Regions from separate parts of the Mus musculus genome. Here regions 1, 2 and 3 are each linked to region 4. The links are chromatin contacts, called in public promoter capture Hi-C maps. All regions are on one chromosome and are shown on one strand. The core of a region is the stretch at or near the end of the contact, and the rest is flanking DNA. Distances in the headings are between cores, read along the strand shown.

Region 1 (3,584 bases), core at 493-2,992, 1.1 Mb before region 4:
TGTCAAAGGTGGGGTGTGTGCAGAGGATTGGCAGGATCACAGCATATCATATCAGCACTTGGACACTGATGCAGGGGGATGGACAGAGTTCTTGCTTTTCTTTTCTGCTTCCAAGACAGGGTTTCTCTGTGTGGCCCTGGCTGTCCTGGAACTCACAGAGATCCTCCTGCCTCTGCCTACTGAGCGCTGGGATTACAGGCCTGTGCCACCATGGCCCACCTGGAATTCCATAAATTTAAGGTCAACCTGAGCTACATAGTAAGACATGGTAAAATGAAAATAGGAGAGATAGTTCAATGGTTAAGAGTACATATTGCAAACTGGGTAGTGCAGTTTTAGCCCAACCTTGCCTACGGTATGAGACCCTGTCTCAAAGAAAATAAAAAAAGTAGAGTACATACAGCTTTTGCAGAGGGCCTGAATTGCACTGCACCCAACTCTAGCCTTGGGGATTCCATGCCCTCTTCTGATTTTTATAGGCACTGTATTCCCATGCAGACACCCACACATAGACATCCACATAATTCAAAAGTAAAGATAAGTTGGTTTTATTTATTTTTATTTATTAATTTTTTTTTTGGTTTTTCGAGACAGGGTTTCTCTGTATAGCCCTGGCTGTCCTGGAACTCACTTTGTAGAGCAGGCTGGCCTGGAACTCAGAAATCTGCCTGCCTCTGGCTCCCGAGTGCTGGGATTAAAGGCGTGCGCTACCACGCCCGACCTGTTTTTATTTTTATTTTTATTTTTTTATTTATTTTTGGTTTTTTGAGACAGGGTTTCTCTGTGTAGCCCTGGCTGTCCTGGAACTCGCTCTGTAGACCAGGCTGGCCTCGAACTCATCCCGAGTGCTGGGATTAAAGGCGTGGGCCACCACGCCCGGCTCCTGTTTTTATTTTTTGAGACAGGTTTTTCTGTGTAGCTTTGGCTATCCTTTGTAGACAAGGCTTGCCTCAAACTCACCGCGATTCCCCCGCCTCTCCAGTGCTGAGATTAAAGGCGAGCACCACCACTGTCTGGCTGCTAATCTTTGTTTTTCTTTTAGGCATCAGAAAGAAGTTGGGGTGTGCAAAAGATAAGTTTGTAAATAGGTTTTAAATATAAAAATAAGTGAAGTAGATTGTTTAGTGGTTAATCACACTTACTGCTTTCACAGAAAGTGGGATATGCCAGTTTCCAAGATGGGCGAAGTGGATGAAGAGTTCCGGGCCAGGCTGGGCTCGTAGTATTGTCATTTTAAAAAAAGGAAAAAGAAAAAAAAAATTACGAAAACAGGGGGCTGGTGAGATGGCTCAGCAGGTAAGAGCACTGACTGCTCTTCCAAAGGTCCTGAGTTCAAATCCCAGCAACCACATGGTGGCTCACAACCATCCACAATGAGATCCGATGCCCTCTTCTGGTGTGTCTGAAGACAGCTACAGTGTACCTACATATAAAAATAAATAAATCTTTAAAAAAAAAAATTACGAAAACAGAACCAAAAACTTCATAGCATCAGTTAGTGGCTTTGATTCAGATTTGTCTTGCTGAAAGCAGCTAGATCACGTGACAGACTCCATACCACGTGGTCTGCCTTGGTGCCTCAGGGGTCCGCCGCCGCCCCACCGTGCTTTAGGCCTGACCCGCTTGGTGACTGTCAGACTAACTTCCGGTTTTCCTGATGCCTCCAGAGGGCAGTTTCCATAACAACCAGCTTGTGACCCCCCTCTTCGCGTGACGTCACTTCTGTTTTAGAGCGAAGGGTGCACTTGAGCGCATGCGCAAAAGGAAACCTACACAGGAAATGGTTTTTTTCTGCGCAGGCGTCTTGGTCCTGAGGGCGGAGCTTGGCTGCGCCGCGGTGCGCAGGCGCAGCCGTCGGTGGGTCGGGTCTTCGGTCGACTGAGAGGTGAGGCTGGGGGCTCCGCCGTGCCCCGTATGGGCGTCGGGGGTCTGTGGGTTTAGCTTCGCTGTGCTCGGGAGCCCCTGGGACAAAGGTGGCTTGTGATCCGGACTTCTGCTCTCTTCGGGGTCACGTGAGCGGGCGGCGCAGAGAGGAAACTGAGGCAGACAGCGTCCCAACCCACCCCCACCCCTCGTCGCTTTTTCTCACGAAAAGGTCAGCGTTTAGGTGTGTGTGGGGCGGATCTCAGTTTTCTCGGGGCCCCTAAGGTCTAAGACCCTCTTACATTGCCATTCCTCACCCTGGTGACCTTGCTTAGCCTGTTGCCTGCCCACAGCCTCAGTTTTCCTCTTCTGTACAATGGACGTTGTCACCATTGTCTGAGCAGTTGTGGGTGCTCCTTCCCATTGGGAGGGTGTGTTTGATTTTGGTGCCAAAGGTAGGTAGTGTGTGGGTTTGAAGGGCAGAGGGCCAGCTGTGCATGCTAGGGCAAATAGCTTGACCTCTCTGAGGAGGAGTTTTCTTAAAACAATGGTAAGGCAGGTGTGCTGACACATGGGCAGAGGCAGGAGTATCGTGGGACTTCCATGCTAGCAAGGACTACATACTTTGTCTCAGAAAACGAAACAACCAAAAGCAAAGACTCGAGCAAATAGTCTAGAACTTTGGTCCACAACCTATAATCCAGTCTTTCAATTGAGAGGGGGAGACAGCTGGATCGCGGGGAGTGAGTTCAGGCCCAGCCTTGGATACCTAACACGGTGGAGGTAGCTGGACCACAACGTGAGACCCTGTCTGAAAATGAAATCGACATAATTAATAGTTTGTTTGTTTTGAGACAAAGTCTTTATCTGTCTCTGGCTGTCCTGGAACTCACTATGTGAGCCAGGCTGGCCTCAGCGCCACCTCTGCCAGGACTGTAGGTGCCACCACCTCATCTGGCATCATAATTAACGTAAAAAGGATGTCAGTCTGGGCCCGTTTAGTTGTAAGCTGGGCTTGCTGGCTGTCATCCCAGCTTGTAGGAGGCTGAATCGGGAGGATGGAAGTGAAGTTCAAGGCTATGTTGGGCTACATGGTGAAATCCTCTTGTCTCAAAAGCCAGGTTGTAGTGGTGTCCGACTTTGATCCCAGCACTCAGGAGGCAGAGGCAGGAGGAGCTCTCAGAGTTCGAGGCCAGCCTCTGGTCTACAGAATGAGTTCCAGGACAGCCAGGTTGCAGAGTGAGACCCTGTCCTGAAAAACCAAAACCAAAAATGAAATGTTAGCAACAACAAAAACAAAGAAAGTCAGTTGAAATTGTTATGTCTCTGTGTCTGTCACCTGGACATTAATTGTCCTAAGGTCCATTAGCAGAGGTCTGTTAGCCTCTGTGGTGGCTGGTGAAGGCACACGTTCCCCACCAGTTGATTGAGATGACTTTCCTGTTTTGTCCCTCTGTGGTCATTTATTTGATCAGTCTTTCCTTTTATTGGTCATTCTCATCCACAGGGACAGTGTATGGGGATGTTTGTGATCGGTGTGACTGAAGGGGCTTCTGATGTGACACTGACACTGGGTGGGGGTCAGGAACATTGCCCACAGAACAGTGCTTCTGTTGGGGAAACAACTCAGTGAGCAACATGCTTGGCATGAGGGTCTGAGTTCAATTCCCTGTGGATTCCCCATGGAAAAAGCTGGGTGAGAGTGCTGGGGGCACTTGTAA
Region 2 (3,313 bases), core at 300-2,799, 1.0 Mb before region 4:
TCCTCTAGAGAGATATAGGGGACCCATTGGTTATTGCCTCTGCTCTCTTCACAGTAACTGGCCACCTCCACCAAGCCTTGGCTTTTCCAGGAATCTGTATGACAGTTCTGTTGGAGGGAGAAAAAGAAGGGTTTAGTGGGAGTTCTAGGAGTTAGGTAGGGAGCCTCTGTTCAGCGCCAGGGGCCCTACTGGGGAAAAACAGGCTGGCTCAAAATAGCTGCCAGGGTGACTAGGCAGCCCACGGGACATGCCAAGCATGGCTGGGCACTGAGCTGGTGCTGGACCAGCCAGCCCAGCTATGTTGACAAACACGGGACCCAGGTGACCAGGACGGGTGGGTGGGGCGGGGAGAGAGAGAGACAGAGACGTGGGGGGGGGGAGGGCTCACCGTGACCAGGAGGCAGTGCAGGTCTCGGGCTTCGGTTGTGCCCAATGTCTCCGCCGGCTCCCCCAGGAGCTGCGCCAGCCTCTGCATGCCTGATACCCGGACGATGTCAATGTCATTGTCGCAGCAGAACGACTGGATCAGGGTGAAGTGAATCTGCAGAGCGATATCATCCTCCTCTTCTTCGTCTATGGCCAGGAGGCACAAGACCACGCTGTCGGGGTCCCTGCAGGAGAGAAGGAGTGTCAGGGGGTCGTCAGACCAGGAGCGGGTGTCACCGTGCACGGGGTGGGATAGGGGGATATGAGCTCCAGGAACCGCAGGCGGGAAGGGTGGACAAGACCCATCGTGCATCAGGAGTGTATATAAGAACAGCCCCCCAGCCGCAGTACTGCACGGGTGCTGGGGTGGCCGACTATGCAAATACTGATGGCGGTGGGGGAGGAAGCACATAGTCCAAAGTTACTGGGGTTGCCTTGTCAAAACAAAAAACACAAAACCTCAAACTTGCGAAGTCAGGGTTCTGCAGCGACTCTCTTTCCTCCTCCCCAAAAAAAATTCTCTGAGAAATGTCGCCCTCCACTCCCCAAAACCGAGAGCGCTGGGAAAGTCCCCCAAAGCCCCGAGCCCTATAGGGATGTTGGAGCGCGCGTGCATCAGAGGGGCGCCCCCACCCACGCCCGAGAAAGGGGGGTGCTGACTCACACATTCATCAGTTTGGCCGCCTCGTACACCCCCACGGTGAGGCGATCCTGACGCTGCGCGGCCACCAGCAGCTGCTCCACCGCGGCAGTCACCGCCTGCATCCTAAAAGGCCAAATGGGGAGATTAGCCGATGACAGCCCCGCAGACCTCAGGCGGCGGGCGAGAAGACCTCAGCCTCTGTTGTACTCACTTCTGAACCGCGTTGTCGCTCGCCACCAGCTCTTCCAGGGTCATGATGCAGTCACACTCCACAGCGGACCCCCACGGAAGATCCCCAAGAGCAAAGTACAAGTCCAGATACGAACCCAAGAGGCAAAAAAACCTTCCCGTGCGACCAGAAGTGTCGGAGGCCTTCCGGAGGCGGTGGGACTTCCCTTCCCAAGAAAAAAGTAGGGGTAAAAAGAAGATTGCAAAATCCCCCTCGAAATTAATCCAAGAAGACAGAGATGAACGCAGACCCAGGGTTGCTGCGGAGTGAGCGCGCGGGCGCTGCGAGCGGTTTATATGACTTCCCGGGTGGAGGCGTGGCCACTGGAGGCATGCGCTTTCCACCCATTGGTAGATGCACAAAGGGCCGAGTATCCCGCGCTGAGATTGGCTGGAGATGGAAAGGGCGGAGCTCGGAGCTCCGGCGGCCCCACGTGGGGGTCAGGGCTGGGAGGAGCGTGAACGCCAGCAGCGGCGACAGCTAGAAAAGCCAGAGAGCTCTAGAGAGAGAGCTCTAGAGAGAAAAAAAAAAAAAAAAAAAAAAAAAAAAAAACCACAGAAGTTTCTCTCCTGATTTCCCGGCAGCCGCGCTACGCAGGCCGCGCGCGGGGTTTCCAGCGCGAGAGGCTGGCCTGAACTTTCGGGGAGGGCTGTCTGGAATCCCCTCGCTGTCCCCGGAGAGTCCCTAGCCTTTCCCAAGCTCTGAAAGAAGGGATGTGCATGCGCCAGGAGGCTTACTAAGTGTTCTGCCGGCCTTGTAGAGTTGGAGAGTGTTTAAATAACGTCTAGGGTATACAGTAAACGTTTGGTAAGTTTGAGGACGGTGGGATCCTCTCCCCAAAGTGAGAACTACCAAGGCACCCTAGCATCGCCAGCACGAAGGTGCTTTGAGAACGCTCAGCCCTCTAAGGCCAGGGTCGCGGGAGGAGAGGCACACAGGAAGCTTCCTAGTGGTCGTGGTAGGTGGCTTGGCGGTGCCCCAGGGGTCCTGGCTGCAGAGCACTAAGGGATCGCAGGGGGAGAGATCCGGAACCCTTTCTCCCTCCTCCCGGCACCCCGAGAATTTCACGTGTGCACGGGAGGCGCAGGTGAAGAGCCCTCCAGACGCTCTGCGGAGTGACCCTGCCCCCTGCCGGCTGCCTCACCGTCTATCCTCAGATCGATTCGCCACACTTAACCCCTGAGGGGGAAGCCAAGTGGCAAAACCCGAAGGGTACTGACCCGGGGAGAGGTGACTGAAAGGCAGCCGCTCTTATGTCCCTGGCATTTTTGTAGTGCGTAGCATGAAGCACAAGCCCCTTCTTCCACGCGTGTCATTTATCTTTCCAAGATTTGTCAGGCAAAGGAATTGATATCTGCATTATGCAAAATGGAAACTGAGGCTTCCAAGGGCGTTCCAAGCCACAGCTTGAGGGCTGGTAGTCGACAGCAAGGACACGAGCGAGGCAGATAGACCCGCGTGGGATTCTCCCACGGTGCACGGGGGCTCCCGGTGAATCACCCTGAGTCGCCTCCTCCGCCAGCCTGGGTCCTGGCCTCGGCCGCGCGGCTCGGTTCCCCGGATCCCCGGATCCCCCGATCCCGGGTCTGGTGACGCATCCTGCTTCCTCCGCGCCACCCACCCAGCATGCGAAATGTCCCTGGCGTGAGAGGCGCGGCGGCGACACCTGGTGGCCTCATGAGGTCTCTGCTCACGCAGCTTCCGGAAAGGGAGGGGGAGAGAACACTTGGAATGATTTTTTTTTTTTTTTTTTTTTTGAGACAGATTTCTCTGTATAGCCCTGACTGTCCTGGAACTCACTCTGTAGACCAGGCTGGCCTCGAACTCAAGAGATCCGCCTGCCTCTGCCTCCCTAGTGCTTGCTGGGATTAAAGGCGTGGGCCACCACTGCCCAGCGATTTTTTTTTTATTAATTTTTTTTTCGATGCTGGTGATGAATCCAGGACTTCGTGATGCCTAGCAAGCTCATCACCAATATCTACATACCGCTATAGCCCAACCTGGAATAATCTATA
Region 3 (3,303 bases), core at 200-2,699, 1.2 Mb before region 4:
GACTAGGCTCACACCCCATCACTACAGGGCCATGCGAGCCCTACACCTGCCAGCTGCCGCTCGAAGGGAACAGGGACACCTGCCCGGCCGCATTCTGTTCATCCCCAACCCTTCTCTTCATCAAAATGCAACCGTAAACATGAGCCATAAAATGCACCAGAGCAGGAAGCACATACACCTTTAAGACCACCCTCCCCACGTGGGCGCGGTCCAGTCCTCCCAATGAAACGGAAGCAAGGGGCGGTGCCGTTCTCGCTTAAAAACCCAGAGCGGGGCTAGAAGTGAGCGTGGCCCCAGTGCAAGCTTCGAAAATTTGGGGGTTGGGTGGGGCTTGTGGGTAGTTAGAAAGCCAAGGAGGGCCCCTGAAATGGTGATCGCCCAGAAGTCTATTAGGAGTTCGATCCACAGAACTCATTTTGTGACACCTGGTTAAAGGAGAAAGCAATTCCAGCAAATTGTCCTCTGATGTCCACCTAGGGGGCTTGGAACGCGCGCACCCACACCTATTCGCGTTAGTCTCTAAACCTGATGACCTGAGTTCGATTCCCTGAATCCATATTGTGGAAATATACAAACCCCTTAGATTGTCTTTGGACGATCAAAAATTGCGTGTCTCCCCCAGTATATAAATAAAACAGACCACAGAAAAGTGGGCGTAGCCTTGAGCCAACAAATAAAGAAGGAAAAATGCAGCTAGAGGGGCTTCTGTGCCCTAAAGAAGCAAGGCTACGCAGGGCTTGGTTATGTTCATCTTTAATCTCAGTTCTCCGGAAGCAGGGGCAGGAGGATTTCAGTGAGTTTGAGGCCAGTCTGGTCTACAAAGCGAGTTCCACAGAGCCAGGGCTACATGGTGAACCTGTCTCAAAAAACAAAAACAATTTTTAAAAACCCACAACTGTTGCCACCGCAAGCCAATTTGAAAACGAGGCAGGGGGTTCGGCCTGTACTCTACAGAAAAGGTGGGGCCAGTAAGAGAGGGAGCAGGGCAAAGGGTATATGGTTCAGGCACTAGCTGGTTCATCCCTGCTACCTACACAGTGGAAGGAGAAAACCTAATTTCCTAGACTGTTTTGTGACTTTCACATATGTACACACTAAATAAACACAAAAATTTAGCGGTTCTCTAAAGCAAGAGAAATGAGGCGGCGGGAAGTGCTGCTATTTCTTTAAGCAGCAGACTCCTCCCCAGAGTGGGCGTGGTAGCGGCCAGCGCCTTGAAAAATAACCGTGGGGGGCGGGATTTGGCAATTGTCCGTTGTGATTGGTCAGATCCTCGGGCGGGGTTCCTGTAGGCGCGTGCGCGTGATGCATCCTCCCGCCTCTCAGACGCGGGGGCGTGGAGGAAGGAGCCAGCACTCGCTTTTACTGGCTCTCGCGCAGGCTCCGCCCTTTAGTCGAGGGCCCTCACGTGACGCGACGGCTGGGGCCTCCCGGCGCGGGGGACGCTAGTGGCCAAGATGGCGGCAGAGCTGGTGGAGGCCAAAGTGAGTGAGCGAGAGTGGCTCCGGCCGGGACAGGCGGGTGGCGGAGTACGGACCGCTCCTCGCAGGGAGCTGGGAGGGCGGGGTGTGGCGGCGCGGGCGGCGAGGGTGCGACTGGGACGCGGGCTGAACCTGCGGGCGGGGGGCGGGGAGACCGGGGGCGGGGTCGCCAGCTCCCTCCTGGGGTGTCCCCGCCGTCTACTGTCACTTCTCTACTGACCCTAGCAGGGGTTCCCACAGTGTGGCTACACAGCTTTCCCGGTGCAGGCACTGTCCTCTCCTTTGGGTTAGCTCTGTTGGGACATAACTGGGGGTCCTTCTGTGGTCTGGGAAGCCGAAGGAATGCAAAGTGACTTCGCCATCAGGTTTCCAAGGCAACGAGTAGGACTCAGGTCCGGGTGCCCCCCCTCTTTCCTCCCCCACAGGCCTGCATGGGGAAGGTCTACAGGGATTGCCACAAGTCCTCTGATTCTCGGGGCTCAGACTGACACCTTCTGACTCCAGACTCAGGCCAACTATAAGTGCCCAAGTTCATTTTAGAGACTCAGCCCTCGAGTCCCGCTCCCCACTTGTCAGCTCTGGGGTACCTCTTCACTTCAGCCTCCAGTGATCCTGTCTCACTCTAACCCATCTCTAACCTGTGAATCGCCTTGTAGAGTTTCTCTGCTGCCTGGCATACTGGACCCACCACCTCCTTGTTATGTGTTCCTCAGATTGATCCTCACAGGACACCTTGACTGAGTCCAGGGGAACATTGTTTAGACTTGTTCCCCCATTTCTGCATTAAGGTACCAGGGCTCTGACCTGACTTGAGTCCCCATTAAACCCTCTTGAAGTACAGCTTGGCTTAGCCTACATCCAGTTCTGCTCTGTCTCCCTGTCAAGGTTCCAGCACACTTGTCCCTCCAGAGTTATTGGAGTTCCTCAGTCCCCCTCAAGCATCTTCCCACCCATAAGATTCAGACTTGCCCCCCCCCCCCCCGTTTTTCTGCCTGCCTTGTGACATGGTCCTTCCCTCCCCACTGGGACCCTTAGGGTTATTCTAGAGGATCTGATTAAAAGGTGTCGTCCTCACCAGGCATGGTGGCACACCTTTAATCCCAGGGGTCTGGAGACAGAGGGAGGCAAATCTCTGTGAGTTTAAAGCCAACATGGTCTACAAAGTGAGTTCCTGGACAGCCAGGGCTCCACAGAGAAATCCTGTTTCAAAAAATCATTTAAAAAAAAAAGTGCAGCTGGGCGTGGTGGCGTACGCCTTTAATCCCAGTGCTCGGGAGGCAGAGGCAGGCGGATTTCTGAGTTTAAGGCCAGCCTGATCTACAGAGTGAGTTCCAGGACAGCCAGGGCTACACAGAGAAGCCCTGTCCTGAAAAACCAAAAAAAAAAAAAAAAAAAAAGTGTACCCCTCTTTCTCACCATTTACTCACCCCAAATCTACACCATTTACATAGTGGTTTTCTCTTGGGAAACAGAACTTTGAGATGGAGATATGTAAACTATGATCTGGAACGCAGGAGTTTTTTTTGTTTTTTATTTGGTTTTTTTGAGAAAGAGTTTCTCTGTGTAGCCCTGGCTGTCCTGGAACTCACTCTGTAGACCAGGCTGGCCTTGAATTCAGAAAATCGCCTGCCTCTGCCTCCCAAGTGCTAGGATTAAAGGTGTGGGCCACCACGCCCGGCTGGAACACAGTTTTACTCCTTGAAGTCCCCCTTGTACCATCCTAGAACATTGGGGTGAGGCCAAAGACTCTGTACCTTCATCCCCCCTCAGTGAGAAGGGCTGCGATTGCTTCTTTGCGGTCTAGATTCTTTAAATAAAAGCT
Region 4 (3,178 bases), core at 184-2,683:
AGAGAGAGAGAGAGAGAGAGAGAGAGAGAGAGAGAGAGGGAGGGAAGGAGGGAGGGAGGGAGGGAGAGAGGGAGGGGGAGAGGGAGAGAGGGAAGAGAGAGAGAGAGAGAGAGAGAGAGAGAGAGAGAGAGAGAGAGAGAGAGAGAGAGAGAGGTCACTAGCTCGGCCAGGCCTTGCAAAACACGGTTATTTGGAGTTGTGCAAGGCCAGGGCCCGAGGGTGGCGAAAGGGGCCCCTCTCTCCTCCAAGGGAGGTGGAGGGGGAAGGGCAGGAGCTGGGGAGGGGGCTGGGAAAGAAGGCACTGTGCCCCCCCAGGAGACGTGTGCAAAAACACACCCCAGTCAGAGGACAAATGTAAAACAACAACAAAAAAACAAACAAACAACCCCCCCAGTGGAGTCGGTATTTCAAAGGCTTCTTGGAAAGAGCGAGCTGGGGAGGGGGGGTGACCCTGCTGCCCAAGTCGTAAAAAACGGAAGATATTTGACAAACCCGCTGCGAGTTGACACACACGCGCGCACTCCGCGCTTCCTGCTCCCTCTTTTGTGTCGGGGGGGGGGGGGCAGGGGACCCTACCGGAGGGATCTGGATGGGCGCACCCCGCGGGGCAAGTGGAGACCCCAGTCCCAGTAGTACACTGGAGCTAGGGAACGAAATGGGGGGGGGGAGATGGGCGGACCCCGCTGGACACAGGTTTGGAAGAGAAAAAGAACTGTAGGTACCGGGGCGTGGTGGCGCGCCCGGCCTGGGATTTTCCCAAGCACTTGGGAAGGAAAGCTGCGGCAGGGGGATGGCCTCGAGTTTCAGGCTAGTCTGAGCTTTAACTCGAGTTCTAAGTCAGCCCGTACTACACAGTAAGATCCTATCTCCAAACATCTTTTTTAATTAATAAGAAAAAGCAAAACCATGTTCCCAGAGCGCAGCCCCCAGTCCTCTGCGCGCGCGCACATACACAGACACACACACCCCGGGTCCGTTTCCTTCCGCCAGGGGACAGCGCGCACTCGCGACCCCCGCGCACTCGTGTACCGGATGAAGGTCTCCAAGATCTACAACCGCAACAGCCACCCCAACTCTGATCCGTCAAGTCGCATACTCAGCCCTGCACCCCTCTACGCGCGCGTCTTTGCCTAACTTTGGAGACCCCGCAATTGTCGGTTTCCAGGGTGCCCTACGCTGCCACCTTTAGGAGAGATCGCTAGAGCCGCGCTGCAAAAGGCCTTACCGCCCGGGGTGGCCCGGGGGGCGCATGCCCCGGTGCCCGGAGCCCAGCCCAGAGTCCAGCCTGCTGGTGGCCTCCGGTGGCCTCTCTCCCCCTTGGCCTCCCCCTGGTGCCCAGTGCACGCTCCTGGCTTCGGGGTCACCCGCCTCACCGAGTCTCCAGGCCGCGTCTACATCTCCATCCGTCTGGATCGGATAGGGACGAGGTCTCCGCGCGCGACCGGGCCCCCCGCCCCGCCCCTCCCCCACCCAGCAGACGAATCGCCGTGTGACAAATTGCTCTCAGATGCAAATACCTCGCCGGTGATTCAGCAGCCCCGGGGACGCAGGAGGAGGTGGTGGGTGTCTCTCCAGGGTCCCCCTTTCCAAGCTTTCCCAGGACACCACACCGGGGTCCCCCTTCTCCAACTCAATCTGAGGACGTCCACGGTGGGAGGAGGTGGAGGGGAGCCGGAGAGCCGCCACAGAGTGGACGGAAAACTTCAGGTCGCGGCCCCTTTAAATGATAATAAATAATAAAAGGAAGGGGGAACCGGACTGAGGGACGCTCCGCCCCCATCTTAGGGACCGTGCGCAAAGTGCACGCCGCAGCCCACGGCGCAGAGGCCGCGAGCGGGAGGGCGGGGCTGCGAGAGCCCCATCGCGGGAATCCCGAAGAGTTAAAAAGGGTTCCTCGCCCCACCTCTGAGCGGAAAGTCACCTGGGCCCCCGGCCGTTTCCTGGTTTCACCCGGAACGCAAGATGGATAAGCCAAGCTTGGAGCTGGAACCTCCGCCCACTATGCTACCCTAACCTTCCGGGCCTGAGGCTCCACGTCTCTGAAATGGGCTTAAAAACCCCCGGCTAGGCTAGATCTGCGGGGGCTGGGACGCTGGGGTGTGAGGGCGCTGCGTGCGCAAAAGCACCGGGTTGGGCTGCGCGCGCGTTCGAGGAAATGCGAGGAACCGTGACGACCGTACCTAGGAGCGAGGGAAAGGAGGGCCATCCTTTAACCAACTCAGTGAAGCCCCTGCCTCGGTCTACCCAGTTCGTCTCGGGAGAGTACTGGATTCTGAGGTCCCATTTTGCAGGCTGGGAAACCGAGGCATGATGTGAGCTCAGCTAGAAGTTGAGACGATTCTAGTGGGTAACGCCAGTGCTCAGGGCAACCCCCGACCTCGACTAGTTCCCCATAGGTGGTGCTCAGGTCCCTTGTTAGACTGTTGTGGGGATCTTGAGCAGTCTGCCCCTTGAAAGCCACTTGTGTGAGTGTCTGGAGAGATGGGGTGGCTCCGGCCAATCCAAGTTCCCGGAATCCTCCCTAGAATCTGAGACTGCAGCAGTTGCTTGGAACCTTAGCCTGCAAGGCTAAGAAAGTTGCAGGTGGCAGCGAACTGCGCCTTCAAACTTTAGACACCTTGATGTGTTGGGGTGTGGCCCCGGGGTGGAGCTGGGCCTGCACACCAGCATTCTTCTCCAGCATCAAACGGGCTACTAGCAGATCTTTCTCCCTCTAATCATCTTGTGTGTCCCCTGTAAACTTGGGCAACCCCCCAAAACATTCTGCCAAGATAATGAAAGCAACATACATTCCCATTCTCTCTCTCTCTCTCTCTCTCTCTCTCTCGTGTCTGTGTGTGTGTGAGAGAGAGAGAGAGAGAGAGAGAGAGAGAGAGAGAGAGAAAGAGACCGAGACCAGAAGGGCTTCAGCAGCTCACGCATAGAGGTCCTAGGAAAACTTAGTGGAGTCGGCTTTCTCCTTCCACCTTTATGTGTATTCTGGGATGCCAAGATTCTCAGGACGCCAAGCTTGTCAGCAAGTGCCTTTACCTTCTGAACCTTGTTGCTGACCCCTAAAATACTGTTCTTAGTATTTTTTGATAGAATCTTCAAAGACAAAAGCCTAAATCTGCTGGTCCCTTTTTTATGGCAGGGATATATTTAGCCAAGGGTCCAGGTGGCAAGCATAATGACATAA

Evidence for each region. Promoter capture Hi-C pulls out the DNA fragments that hold promoters and counts their contacts.
Region 1: a contact with region 4 is called in a promoter capture Hi-C map of liver, with 2.9 times the contacts expected there. The contact joins the promoter of Sgta here to the promoter of Arid3a in region 4. A contact is called at or near these places in 2 of 39 promoter capture datasets (liver and pre-B cells) and 1 of 484 Hi-C or Micro-C datasets (embryonic stem cells).
Region 2: a contact with region 4 is called in a promoter capture Hi-C map of pre-B cells, with 2.6 times the contacts expected there. The contact joins the promoter of Gadd45b here to the promoter of Arid3a in region 4. A contact is called at or near these places in 2 of 39 promoter capture datasets (liver and pre-B cells) and 1 of 115 datasets of contacts at active chromatin or transcription factors (pancreatic cancer cells).
Region 3: a promoter capture Hi-C map of pre-B cells shows a contact between it and region 4, with 3 times the contacts expected there. The contact joins the promoter of Pias4 here to the promoter of Arid3a in region 4. A contact is called at or near these places in 4 of 39 promoter capture datasets (the C10 cell line, liver, maxillary cranial neural crest and 1 more), 2 of 484 Hi-C or Micro-C datasets (B cells and CD4 T cells), 1 of 115 datasets of contacts at active chromatin or transcription factors (pancreatic cancer cells) and 2 of 9 other capture datasets (adipose tissue and liver).

The regions. Positions count from the first base shown.
Region 1 is chr10:81,058,429-81,062,012 of GRCm38.p6, reverse strand. Sgta (small glutamine-rich tetratricopeptide repeat (TPR)-containing, alpha) reads left to right here and starts at 1,742. Exons shown (of 12, transcript NM_001358550.1): 1 at 1,742-1,885.
Region 2 is chr10:80,928,327-80,931,639 of GRCm38.p6, reverse strand. Gadd45b (growth arrest and DNA-damage-inducible 45 beta) reads right to left here and starts at 1,549. Exons shown (of 4, transcript NM_008655.1): 1 at 1,281-1,549; 2 at 1,091-1,192; 3 at 389-611; 4 at 1-107. The coding sequence starts at 1,324.
Region 3 is chr10:81,165,866-81,169,168 of GRCm38.p6, reverse strand. It overlaps Pias4 (protein inhibitor of activated STAT 4), which reads left to right and starts at 1,449. Exons shown (of 11, transcript NM_021501.4): 1 at 1,449-1,484. The coding sequence starts at 1,458.
Region 4 is chr10:79,925,596-79,928,773 of GRCm38.p6, reverse strand. Arid3a (AT rich interactive domain 3A (BRIGHT-like)) reads right to left here and starts at 1,433. Exons shown (of 9, transcript NM_001288625.1): 1 at 1,374-1,433. Gm40715 (a long non-coding RNA gene) reads left to right here and starts at 1,783. Exons shown (of 2, transcript XR_001779822.2): 1 at 1,783-2,312.